Linked DNA regions of Mus musculus: regions 1, 2 and 3 are each linked to region 4. A link is a contact called in public Hi-C and HiChIP or PLAC-seq data. All regions are on one chromosome and are shown on one strand. The core of a region is the stretch at or near the end of the contact, and the rest is flanking DNA. Distances in the headings are between cores, read along the strand shown. Region 1 has its middle 71 kb from the start of Gm20742. Region 2 has its middle 93 kb from the start of Gm20742. Region 3 has its middle 41 kb from the start of Gm20742. Region 4 holds the start of Mtcl1 (microtubule crosslinking factor 1).

What was found. A called contact is a pair of places that touch in the nucleus more often than the background predicts. HiChIP or PLAC-seq counts read pairs in DNA pulled down with a chosen protein or histone mark.
Region 1: an HNF4G HiChIP or PLAC-seq map of pancreatic cancer cells shows a contact between it and region 4. The contact joins the enhancer-like site here to the promoter of Mtcl1 in region 4. A contact is called at or near these places in 11 of 39 promoter capture datasets (3T3-L1-derived adipocytes, the C10 cell line, the HPC-7 cell line and 8 more), 1 of 15 datasets of contacts at CTCF or cohesin (the NIH/3T3 cell line), 9 of 484 Hi-C or Micro-C datasets (cerebellar granule neurons, cerebral cortex, cortical neurons and 4 more), 22 of 115 datasets of contacts at active chromatin or transcription factors (the 230-238 cell line, VIP interneurons, bone marrow-derived macrophages and 14 more) and 4 of 9 other capture datasets (adipose tissue, liver, macrophages and 1 more).
Region 2: an H3K4me3 HiChIP or PLAC-seq map of embryonic stem cells shows a contact between it and region 4, with 44 read pairs. The contact joins the enhancer-like site here to the promoter of Mtcl1 in region 4. A contact is called at or near these places in 11 of 39 promoter capture datasets (3T3-L1-derived adipocytes, the HPC-7 cell line, cranial neural crest and 4 more), 2 of 15 datasets of contacts at CTCF or cohesin (the NIH/3T3 cell line and embryonic stem cells), 6 of 484 Hi-C or Micro-C datasets (cerebellar granule neurons, cortical neurons, embryonic stem cells and 3 more), 17 of 115 datasets of contacts at active chromatin or transcription factors (SST interneurons, craniofacial prominence, embryonic basal ganglia and 11 more) and 3 of 9 other capture datasets (adipose tissue, liver and pancreatic islet).
Region 3: a Hi-C map of muscle stem cells shows a contact between it and region 4, with 8 times the contacts expected there. The contact joins the enhancer-like site here to the promoter of Mtcl1 in region 4. A contact is called at or near these places in 29 of 39 promoter capture datasets (the 3T3-L1 cell line, 3T3-L1-derived adipocytes, the C10 cell line and 17 more), 11 of 15 datasets of contacts at CTCF or cohesin (CD8 T cells, the NIH/3T3 cell line, embryonic stem cells and 4 more), 217 of 484 Hi-C or Micro-C datasets (the 3T3-L1 cell line, 3T3-L1-derived adipocytes, the 63-12 cell line and 107 more), 65 of 115 datasets of contacts at active chromatin or transcription factors (the 230-238 cell line, the HL-1 cell line, the NIH/3T3 cell line and 39 more) and 5 of 9 other capture datasets (adipose tissue, embryonic stem cells, liver and 2 more).

The regions. Positions count from the first base shown.
Region 1 is chr17:66,262,239-66,264,938 of GRCm38.p6, forward strand. No RefSeq gene overlaps it. Among named protein-coding and RNA genes, the nearest start is that of Gm20742, 71 kb to the left of the region's middle. Within about 2 kb of position 1,338, at least 17 of the 459 cell types and tissues checked have an H3K27ac peak or open chromatin away from gene starts, as enhancers often do. A contact at or near this core is called in pancreatic cancer cells and pancreatic islet, where this site is marked.
Region 2 is chr17:66,284,038-66,286,737 of GRCm38.p6, forward strand. No RefSeq gene overlaps it. Among named protein-coding and RNA genes, the nearest start is that of Gm20742, 93 kb to the left of the region's middle. Within about 2 kb of position 1,449, at least 8 of the 459 cell types and tissues checked have an H3K27ac peak or open chromatin away from gene starts, as enhancers often do. A contact at or near this core is called in embryonic stem cells and pancreatic cancer cells, where this site is marked.
Region 3 is chr17:66,232,403-66,235,102 of GRCm38.p6, forward strand. No RefSeq gene overlaps it. Among named protein-coding and RNA genes, the nearest start is that of Gm20742, 41 kb to the left of the region's middle. Within about 2 kb of position 1,314, at least 36 of the 459 cell types and tissues checked have an H3K27ac peak or open chromatin away from gene starts, as enhancers often do. A contact at or near this core is called in 8-cell embryo, the AtT-20 cell line, PVALB interneurons and 11 more, where this site is marked.
Region 4 is chr17:66,448,413-66,451,112 of GRCm38.p6, forward strand. It overlaps Mtcl1 (microtubule crosslinking factor 1), which reads right to left and starts at 1,338. Exons shown (of 14, transcript NM_172963.4): 1 at 1-1,338. The coding sequence starts at 933.

The DNA.
Region 1 (2,700 bases), core at 88-2,587, 190 kb before region 4:
CTGGGCTCTATGACCTCCAACCAGGCTCACCTTTCTTCAGGCTTTGGTTTCATCCATAATGCCCATGACCTTGACTTGGGTCTTTGTAGTCTTTCTTCTCTGTTGCCTGTTACAATCTTGTCCTTCTCCAGATCTCAGGGTAGTTGCAAATTCCTCAAAGAAATTGGCTCTGAACAAGTGCTTTAGGTCCTCATAGCACACAGCACGCTGCTTCTCCTGATAGTTGAGATGTTATATCTGTTGATGTAATTATGCAATTAATGCTACTCTCCCTCACTAGTCTGGAAACTCAACCCTCACTAGTCTGGAAACTCAACCCAGATTTCTGGCATCTAACATAATAGTATTAATTAGCTTCTCCATAAATATTTGTTGAGCAAATGAATTTTGGGTAGCAACCAAAAAACATTAGGTCCACGTAAAAGTCAGTGGAAACCAATTCAATTAGAGAAAACCAGACTGTTTAGTCGAGCTTGCAAGGGATCCAGTCACCACTTTTGTATGGCAGAGACTCAAAACCAAGCAGAAAATCAGACAAGCTTTGCAGTGGGGAAGGGAAGCCTGAAGCTGAGCTCTGACTAGAGCCTGGTGCTGTGAATAAATAGGTGGGTTAGCTAAACACAGGGCATCCCATGTGACTGATTAGAAGTCCATATTTGACATTTCCTGATTGGCCCTAATTGGAAACAGGAACAAAAATCAGAGACCACATCAGCTGTTATTCAAGTGTTGAACCTTTGGACAATCATTTGCTGGAGATAACCGTATGGCGTCCTGGGAGTCTGACTCAGCCAAGCAGGTTTGGCCTCCTGGCCTGGTTACTGTAGATAATGAGTAGCATGGTGTTCCTGGGCTGGTTGCTGACAAATCAGGAGCCTTCTTGGTTTTATATATGATCTGGCTTTGTCTCGTCTCTGTTATGTGTTTGAATCTGAGATTTCTCCCACAGGTTTCATGTTTGGGGCAGTTTCCTGACTGGTTGTGCTCTCTGGGGTGTGGGTGTGTGTATGGGAGGGTATGAAACCTTTGATAAGGTCTAGGTAAGGCCTAGGTGGCAGTAGTCTCGGGTGGGGGGGGGCTCTGATGGCCACCCCCTTTCTCCTATTCCTGCCACTTTCCCAGATTCCTAGTCGCCACTTTATATGCGCACCTCTACAGATAAGTGGTTCTACTGAGTCTACCTACTAGGACAGACAGATTCCTCCTGAAACCATTGCTTCCTCCTTGTTCCCATCAGCTAGTTTGATTGCAGTGATGCAAAAGTAGCTAATGCAGTCCCTTGCTCATGTCTCCACAAGGAGGCAGAGAAAGGAGTGTGGAGAGACTTTGCCCAGGGTCACTTCAGCCTGGGATGTCTACCCAGTAAAGCACTCTGCTCTCATACCCTTTACACTCCACCTAGACTGAACCTGTGATACAAATGGTAGCACTTCCTCTAAGCTGTGGGCCAAGGTCCTTCAGGGGACCAAGGAAACTTATCAATAAGAGGCTTCAAACTGTGGTTGACCCCAGCGTTACAAAGGCTCTGCGGCTTGGCACGTGTGTGTTAACGCTCACTCTCTCTGGGTTGGAAGAAGCACAGACAACGGATTTAAGTACTTTTTCTTTAGTCTTGAACTGGTCAGTACAAAGAGCATTTGGGCACGCATGTCTTAAGAAGGGAACTGAGTCAGACATGGGAACAGAGAAGAGGAGCTGTAGGCACAGAAAGGAGTGATTATTAGCTGCAAAGAATTCTCAAGAAAACTCTTTTCTGGAATGAGGTAGAGGTGAACACCTTTTAACTCCTAGCACTGGAGAAGAGAGGCAACTCTGTAAGTTCCAAGACAGCCTGGTCTATTTAATGAGTTCCAGGTTAGCATGGGCTACATAGTGACAACCTGTGTCAGGGAAGGAAGGAAGGAAGGAAGGAAGGAAGGAAGGGAGGGAGGGAGGGAGGGAGGGAGGGAGGGAGGGAGGGAGGAAGGAAGGAAGAAGGAATTAAGGAATTGAGAAAGGGAGGAAAGAAGGAAGGAAGGAAGGAAGGGAAGAAGGGAAGAAGAAAAGGAGGGAGGGAGGGACAAAAGGAGGGAGGGAGGGAGGGAGGAAGGAAGGAAGGAAGGAAGGAAGGAAGGAAGGAAGGAAGGAGAAAAAAATTATATTGAAAATCTGAATCCTCCTCTATGTCCCTCGAGGAGTAGAGTCTTCAGTGAGCCGTATTACCAAGTGAGGCTTTGCTGTGCAACACTGTACAAAGAGCAAAGCAGGGGTGCCCAAGTAAAGCCTTAAGGACGTGTAGCTCCTTCGGGAACATGCCCAGGACAGTAGGATCCCCACCGCCTATGTTTACCTGCCTAGATGGGATGAGATCCAATACCTGTACAACAACTTAAAAGTCATCTTAAAACAAATATCCTTTTGAAATTGGTTTCAGGTTAAAAATTAATAGAACATGATCAGGTATTGAGGGATAGGAAGGAGAAACAGGAGTGAAGCCCTGAAGGCCAGCAGAAAGAATGGAAACAGGCAACCTCAGGAGGTAGGAGGTGGGGGGGGGGGGCGCTCTCTAGAATGTTCCAGAGACCTGGGAGGTGAGAGACTCTCAGGACTCAAATGCCTTAGATGAAATGCCCAACAGTGGGGAGAGGGAACTTGTAGAGTCCATCTTCAGTAGAAAGACAGGGCATCAAGTGGAGGAATGGGGTTGCCATCCCACAGTCA
Region 2 (2,700 bases), core at 199-2,698, 160 kb before region 4:
TTACCAATATTTCTATATGCAAACGCCATACACACAGACTTGGAACGGCAAAAGGCCCCAGAGCTAGTGCTGTTTTCCCACTCTATTGCTTCATTGTTTTCTTCTCTAAAATACGAGCCAAGCTTAATGCATCAAAAAAGTCACTTCAAGGAGTCAGTGAGCTGCCTGTGAGAGCATTTTGCAAACACCCAGCACAAAACAGTCACAGCCTCCCCCCACCCCCCGTTACATTTACCGCCCCTCCAAATGTTTATCCGGGAGCGGTGTTACAGAGTTAGGGTCTATGTGCTATTCAGCAAGTATCGGCAAATTGTGGCAACAAAGGATGAATGCACTACTTAAGTTAAATCTAACTCATAGCTATGAGTCATCACACAGACATTGCACATACCTCACTATGCTACATTCTCTACTATCTGCGCAGTCCTTGCCAGGTACAAACACATTATCCTACACCGGGAGCTAGGGATGGGAAAATGCTGTCAGCACAGAAGATTGAATTTTGGAAACAGATGAATGCCCCTGTGCGTGTTTTTAAAATAAAGAGCATGCGTTTTGTGACAGCCTTGCCTCCCTCCCGCACCTCCATGTCCATCACATCAACTCCTGGGCAGCGCTTGCTGTCCTGGAATACTCTAAGTACCAGTGGCTGCGTCAACAGCGAATTTCACCAGTAAATACTTCATATAATCTGAAGGCCTGGGCTCATTCACATAGTCAATGTCTCAGAAGAGTACTGATAAGTTTGATCCAGTGTTCCCTAAAGGCTGTGTGTTCGAAGCCTGGTTCCTGCCCCGTGGCAATGGGAGGAAATGGAGGAGTCTTTAGGAGGTAGGGGCTAGTTGGAAGTCCTCTGGTCTGTCTTCCTAACACACAGGGATGTGCCTTTGAGTGGAGTCCTGGTGCCCTGGGCTGTGTGCTCTCTATGTATCCAAGATATCATAAAGAAAGCTTTGTTGGGCACGGGCATCGGATGCAGTTCCTGGTCACGGGCAGGTGTAGCAATAGCGTCATTATTGAGATTTTTTAAAAGAGAAATAGTCCCAATTTGTATTGGCCTTTAGACACAGCTTCTTGGGAGATTACACATAAAACTTAGACTCTAATGTCAACAAATTATTAGCCCTTTAAAAAATATACTACAGAGGGGGCTTAGAAGACGGATAAAGCACTTGTCAAGGATTCCCAGAACCCGTGTAAGAAACAGGCAGGTACGGCGGGCCCCTAGTAATCTCAGAACTTAAAAGGCAGAGACAAGGGGTGCTTTGGGAAGCTCTTTAACTACAGTGATCTGGTTGGTGAGCTCTAGGTTCAGTGAGAGACTTTATCTCAATAAATAAAGTGATCACAGAGGTCACCGGACACCAAGGTCAGGCCTCACACACAGTCGCTCTGGTGGTTTGAATAAGAAATGTCTCCCATCAACTTGTGCATTTGAACGCTTAGTCGCCAGACGGTGGTGGTGTTTCGGGATGATTGGAGGTGTGGCTTTGTTGGAGGAGATGCATCACTGTAGGGGGATTGGAGACTTTAAAGACTATTTCCTGGTCCGTGGTGCAGTTAGAAGGTCCGACCCACTCCAGCCGCCATGCCTGTGTTCTGCCATCATGGACTCCTTATCTCTACAGAACCATAAGCCGAAATACACTCTCTTCTATAAATTGCCTTGGTCGTGGTGTTTTAACTAATACACGTGCACACGCTAAACACACACAATAAAATAAATAAATCACCAGCTCCTGAGCCTGAAGCAGGATAGAAAGATGGAGAAAATTATGGGGACATGAGCAGAGAATGAACCCTTCACCCAGGAGTCTCTTACTAGCAGACAACCAATGACTGCTTGTAGGCTTTCTCCTCTATCAGTTATAGATGTATAACTTTCCATGAATCTTGTCAGAAACCTCACAGGCCAAGAGAAGGACACTGACAGTGCTCTCGACTAGAGTTTGGATAGACTTCCCGGTAAGGGCTCCGGCACCCACAGTGCACACCACAGACACCAGCCTTCCATTCAAAGGTGTTGGGGCCACCCTTACTTCTAACCACCTGGACTTGGGTACAGGGGTTCCCACAACCCATTGAGGTGCAACAACTCACTAGCACCGTGAACAGAACTCCGAGAAGAGCTGTGTCATTTTGGAACTTTGTTTTTACTACAGGAAAAAAAGAGATATAAATCACAACCAGCCGAGAGAAGGCTGAGGAGGAGAACTCTAAATGCAAAGTTTCCAGGGCTTTCTTTCAGTGGAATCAGGATGCATCCTGGGATATCAGTGTGGAATAATATGTAGAGTTCTGTCACTTATTGAAAAGCACTGAAGCAGATGCCCAGAGTTTGTTAAACCAAATCTTAGCTTCCCTTCCCTACCCTGAGGTTGGAGCAGGTGTCTCCTGACTCAAAGCTCCAACTCTAATCACAAGGTTGGTGTTTCTGTGAAACCTTCTCCCACTGGGAGTCATCGCTTAGTGTAAACTGCAGAGAAGCCCCGCCATGAGTCACCTCAGCAGCATGACCAATGTCATTTGTCACCGTTGAGTGACAAAGATATTCTTGGTGCCCGGGAAAGGCCAACGGGTCCAGGATATCTTCCCGAAACCTGGTGAAAGTCAGCAATATTCGTTTAAAAAAATATTTATTATTTTTATGTGTGTATGTGAGTATTGGCCTGCATGTATGTACATGTAGCATGTATATGC
Region 3 (2,700 bases), core at 64-2,563, 220 kb before region 4:
AGATTAGTGCCCCAAGCATAATTAGAAACAGACACCAGCACACACTTAAGATTCGATGGGAACAGTATTGACTAGTACATCCATGGCCCCTGAAGGACCCCCAAGGAACAGATTATGGTCTTGCCAGTCTGTGGGACCTGTAGAAGTTGAGGAATCATCTTTGAAACCGTTCATATCTGCCCCCCCCCATCCGCCCACCCACAAGGTACAGGCTCTAGATTCCCAGAGAAAGATGGACATTCTGGACCTCCTCATCAAACGGATAGGGCGGTGGTGAGACCAGAAGTGCGGATTTATGTAATCCGGAGGCAGATGGCTCCTCTACACCTTCTCAGCCATCAGAAATTCGGTTTTTGTTTTTGTTTTTTATACTTCCTCCACAAGTAATAAAAAGAGAGCTATAACCTGATGAGAGTGTACGGTGGTGACAAGGTCAGGTTGTGGGGCTCATCATTCTGGTCCCGGTACAGCCAACCAGCTGGTCCTCCTTCCTGGACATTTGGGTGGCTCCTCAGCCAGCTGGACAGGAGGTTTCTGCCAGCACTGTCTTTCCCAGCGGGAGGGTCAGGAGTGACAACTGTTGTGTGCCCAGACCTGCGCAGATAGCCCGCCCGATGGGAAGTGAGAGGCTGCCCCTTACTGCTGTCCCATTACTGCTGTCCCACGCTGTGCTTTTATCTGGCTCCCACGTCCTCTCACACACATACAAAAATAAACCCCCAAAATCTCGGGTTTTTCTCTTCTCCTTCCTAAACTCAAGACACCGACCTGCGCACTGTGAGCGGAGCTGTCAAGGGCCCTTGCTAGCCAGAGTCTGAAACCCCGTGCCCGTCACTCACCCCCACCCCCACCCCCACCCCCACCCCCGTTCACCGGCCAGGAGCCATCTGTCTTATCTGGCCCGTGTTCGTCCCATATGGTTATTCAATCTTGGGAACTGTTGTGTGCATGTCTTATATTTCTTTCTCTACATTTCTCTGTATTTTTATCTGCCAGACTTAGTCTCGTCCGGCTCTTCTTGAGAATACCCAACTTCTCCCCCAAACCTCTCAAACAACCCCTTTCCTTTTCCCCACCCACCCATGCGCACACTGTTCTGCCTCCCCTGGTTCCACCCTCTCACCCCCAACCCCGTTCCTGCCAAGATCAGACATGCTCAGTCCCTGCCAAGGAGTCTGATACTTCGTGATATGCATGGGGAAGACTGGAGCAGCCTGCTATTTTTGTCAGCACTGGAATCCTACGGGCTTTGGGGGAATCAGTAACCCAGTCACTGTTCACCGCGATACCTCTCCTGAGCCCGGGACGAGCAGACTCACTTTATGACCTGCCTAGAAATCGGTTTACCAGGAACACTAACCCAGCTCGCCTATTGCCTACTTCTAGGTTGTTCTAGGTTGGCCTCAAGAGGGAGCTCTTGGACAATCCCCCCCCCCCCCCCCCCAGCCTTTATCCTTTGACAGTATCCTGTTGGCTGCCCTCTTCCATGGGAAAACACGTTTGCAGGTTAATATTTAACATCCGAGTTTCTCTCAGACCCTGGGGAATCCCAGTTCCATCTTGAGGAATATCAACACCGTGTTCCTTACAGAAGGACGCATGCTGAGGATGGAAGCCCTTGAATAGATAATCAATCTGTGAGAATCTGTACAAATAAAGATGACACGGAATGGAACGATCCCTTTACAGGGTTTAAGTATCTTCCTTAGAGAAAGATAATATATCTAAATAAAGGGCAAAACAAAATGCTCAGAGTAGAGACACCGCTTTAGAAGAAATCAGGGGAAGTTAGGTAAACGGGCCTGCCTGACAGGGAATGAACCTGTGTGATACTCTTTGTCCCGGAGTGAGGTAGGCACCTTTGGTGAAACCCCTCTTATTAATGCTCCTTCAAAGTAGCTTTTCATTTATTTTCATCTAAAATTCTATGGGGCAAACTAGCATGCCCCAGGGGTATGCTCGTTTTTGCTTTAGTATTTTAAACATGGGCTTTATGATCTTAAACAAGCCCAGGCGTGTACTCCTTAATGAGAATGCTTAGGAGTGGGCCGACCCCCACAGGAGTATGTGCGCTCTCCCTGTGCCTTCTTTGGGGGCAGCGCTGTTTTGTGATCAGTCTTTCCCCTGCTTTTGGCCTCCCGTCTGCCGCTTTTGGCTTCTCACTCACCACGCAATTCACCAATCGCTTTTTGTCACAACCTCACTGGGTGCGTTACAGCTATCAGATGGGAACAATCACACCAACCTTATAGGATTGCCACGCAAACGTCACCGTCCTCACAGAAGCCTGGCCCGAGGTTGCTGGGAAATACGCGGAAGCCGTGGGTTTGCCAGTGAAGTGGCGCTCTGAGGCATCTGACCTCTGCCTAAAGCCGGTCTGGGGTATTCCTACAGCACGAGGCTTGTCCATGCCAGCGTAGGGGACCCAGATAAACTACGCATTGTTGTATGAAGAGTGATCTAAAACACGAATCTTCTGGAAATTCTTCTTCTTTTTTTTTCTTTTTCTTTTTCTTTTTCTTTTTGTTTTTCGAGACAGGGTTTCTCTGTATAGGCCTGGCTGTCCTGGAGCTCACTTTGTAGACCAGGCTGGCCTCGAACTCAGAAATCCGCCTGCCTCTGCCTCTGCCTCCCGAGTGCTGGGATTAAAGGCGTGTGCCACCACGCCCAGCTTCTGGAAATTCTTTTTAAAGAATTTCT
Region 4 (2,700 bases), core at 88-2,587:
AGGCTCCTTGGAGGTCCCCAGAATCGTCCGCTCCGGTGGCGCTCGGCCCCCAACATCCTCCTGAGAACCGGGTCCCGGGGACCCTGTGGAGGCCCCGCCTGGGCTGCTTCGGCCCCCGAGACAGGCACTGGCGACAGGGGGCGCCGCGAGCAGGATAGGGGGCTCGGGGCTGCCCGGCGGCGGCCCGCGGGATCCGGAGCTCGGAGTGGGTGCTCCGCGTATGGGTTCCCGGTCACTGGAGCCGGTGCCCGACTCAGCGTCGCTGCTGGCGGCGGGGAGTAGGCGCTGCTCATCAGACAAGGGTTCGGAGGCGCAGTCGGAGAGATCCGAGCTGCTGTCCGTGTGGTTGATACGACAGCCAGCCACCGAGGTCACAGAGAGGGTCACGGCGGGGACCCGGGAGGCGCGAGCCGGGGGCACGACGGCGCGAGCTGGAGGCGTCCCGGGGCCGCGCTTGGTTTTGCGACCCTTCGCGACGGCAGGCGGTGGCTCGGCCCCAGTCGGCCTCCCAACCCGGGACAGTGGCTCCGCCGGCCCCGCGCGCGCCGCCCTCCTGGTCCCCGGGACGGCCTTAGCGCCGCCCGCCGACCTGGCTCCGGCGCCCGGCGGCGGCTTGTCCTTCGCGCCGGGGACTACACCGCTGCGTCGGGAGAGGCGACCGGGCGCGGCCGGGGGCCCGGGCGACGGCGGCGCCTTCCCGGCAAGGCTAGGCGAGCGAGGAGCCGCGGGAGTCGGGGCACGGCCCGCAGAGGGGGTGGCCGTGGCGGGCCGCGTGTGCAGGTCCTTGAGGAAGGGTCTGGCGGGCGAGGGTGCGCGGTGCAGCCGCCTCCTCTCGGCCAGCGGGTGCAGGTGGTGGTGGCGGTGATGCTGGCCGGCTGGCTGCGGCTTGGTGTCCGGGGCGCCGCCGCCCGCGGGGCCGTTCAGCGTCTCCATGGCCCGGGCGGCGGCTGCGATCCGCAGCTCAGGCGGCAGATGCTCCGGGCGGCGGCGGCGGCGTGCAGCCTCCCCGCGCGCCCGGTCATCACTGACCCCCTGCCCCGCCCGGCGTGCACCCTGCGCTCCCGCCGTCCCCTCCCCCGCACTCAGCCGACCCGGGGGAGTGTGTCCCCTCGCTCAGGTCAACGGCGCTCGGATCCTCCTGGCACAGCCGCCACGGCCGCTCGCATCCCCTGCACCGTGCGTTCAGAGAGCTGAAGTGGCCGCCACCGCGGCCTCGCACAAAAACACTTGTCTGGCGACGCGCGCCCGGCTCCCGAGTTCCGCTCCCCGCCCACTGCCAGTCCGCGGGGGATCGGCAGCCACGGCTTCTGCTCGGCTGCTCCGGCGGAGAGAAGCTGCTGCACGCGCGTCCCCCTCCGTCCCCAGCCCGACGCGCACGCCCCGCCTCCTGCTAGCGGGACGGGGAGGGGGCGGGGCGGGCAGGAGGCGGGGCTGCAGCTCGGGGGACGCGGGAGACGCAGAGCCCGAGTGCCCACGCGTCCACGCAGCAGAGGACCACTCTTTGCCTTTGGATGTACTGGGGCTACCACCCTGAGCCGGCTAGGAAGGGAAGAAGCTGGGGTGAAGGGAGGGAAGAGGGCGGGCATCGGCCACTTGGGGACACTTCAGGTGCAGGCGGGGTAGAGGGCCCCTCTGCGGTGGGTGCCAGCCTTCTCTCTGTTCCACCCAGCCCCCTCTATCTGACTCCTGCCTCCCCTCTTCGCTTCGCTGCCCACCGCTCTCCCCAGAGCTTCTTTAAGGATTCCTGGTACCGGATGCAGCGTCAGGACCGACACAGCGCTCCACAGTTGGCACCCCCAGTGGCCTGGGCAGCTCTGAAAGGGAGGAGCCGCTGTAGAAATCGGAGAAGCAGCTCGTCAAGCCGGGGTCTGAAAGGGAGCTCACATTTATAGTTCCGGCGACCTTGCTCCAGGCACTGCTTCTACTCGCATGATGACAGTCCCGAATTCGAAATCCTGTTTTCAGAAGGAGACATGGGCACGAGGAAGTGAAGTGGCTTGTTTGAACTCCGGGGCTGAGCGGGGATTCAAACCTAGGTCTACCGGAGTCTCAGCAGTACACGTTTGCCTTAGAGCACCAAGGAGCCTGAGGGTTCCGCTCCGTGGGCAAGGTACTTGACCTTTTGGGTCTCCGATTCCCGCCTCACCTGTAGAATCAGAGAAAACCGAATGTAGATGTATTCTGATTAACTGAGCAAAGAGAAGGACTCACCCGTCCACTGTAAAGTGCTTTTGACAGATGTTCCGTGTGGTTTATATCCCAGGCTTTGGATGTTGGGCAATAAGCGCCCCGAGGACAAGTCTAAGTTGTCCTCTATCTAGATTCGGGATTTGGGGAGCAGGGATGAACAAGAAGAAGACGCCAGCGGGGAAATCCTGTGTGTTTCCTGAAAGATGCTGGTCTTGAAGTTCACAGCACAGTTAAGTGGGACAGGGCTTAGACCTAAAGCTGTGGAGTGGAAAGTGAAGGATTCTGGTTGATCTTATTTGCTGAGAAAGATCCCAGAGCCGCAGGGTGGGGCAGAGGGCATGGTGTGGGTGACTGCATCCCGAAGCACGAGGAGAGTACAGACTTGAAATGTTAAAGGAAAATTGTACTCAAAGTCCGTGGTCTTAACGACAGAATGGCCTTCCGTAGCCCGAACCGTCAGAAGCTGCAGGAAATGGCTTTTTTTTTTTTTTTTTTTTTTTTGATTATAAA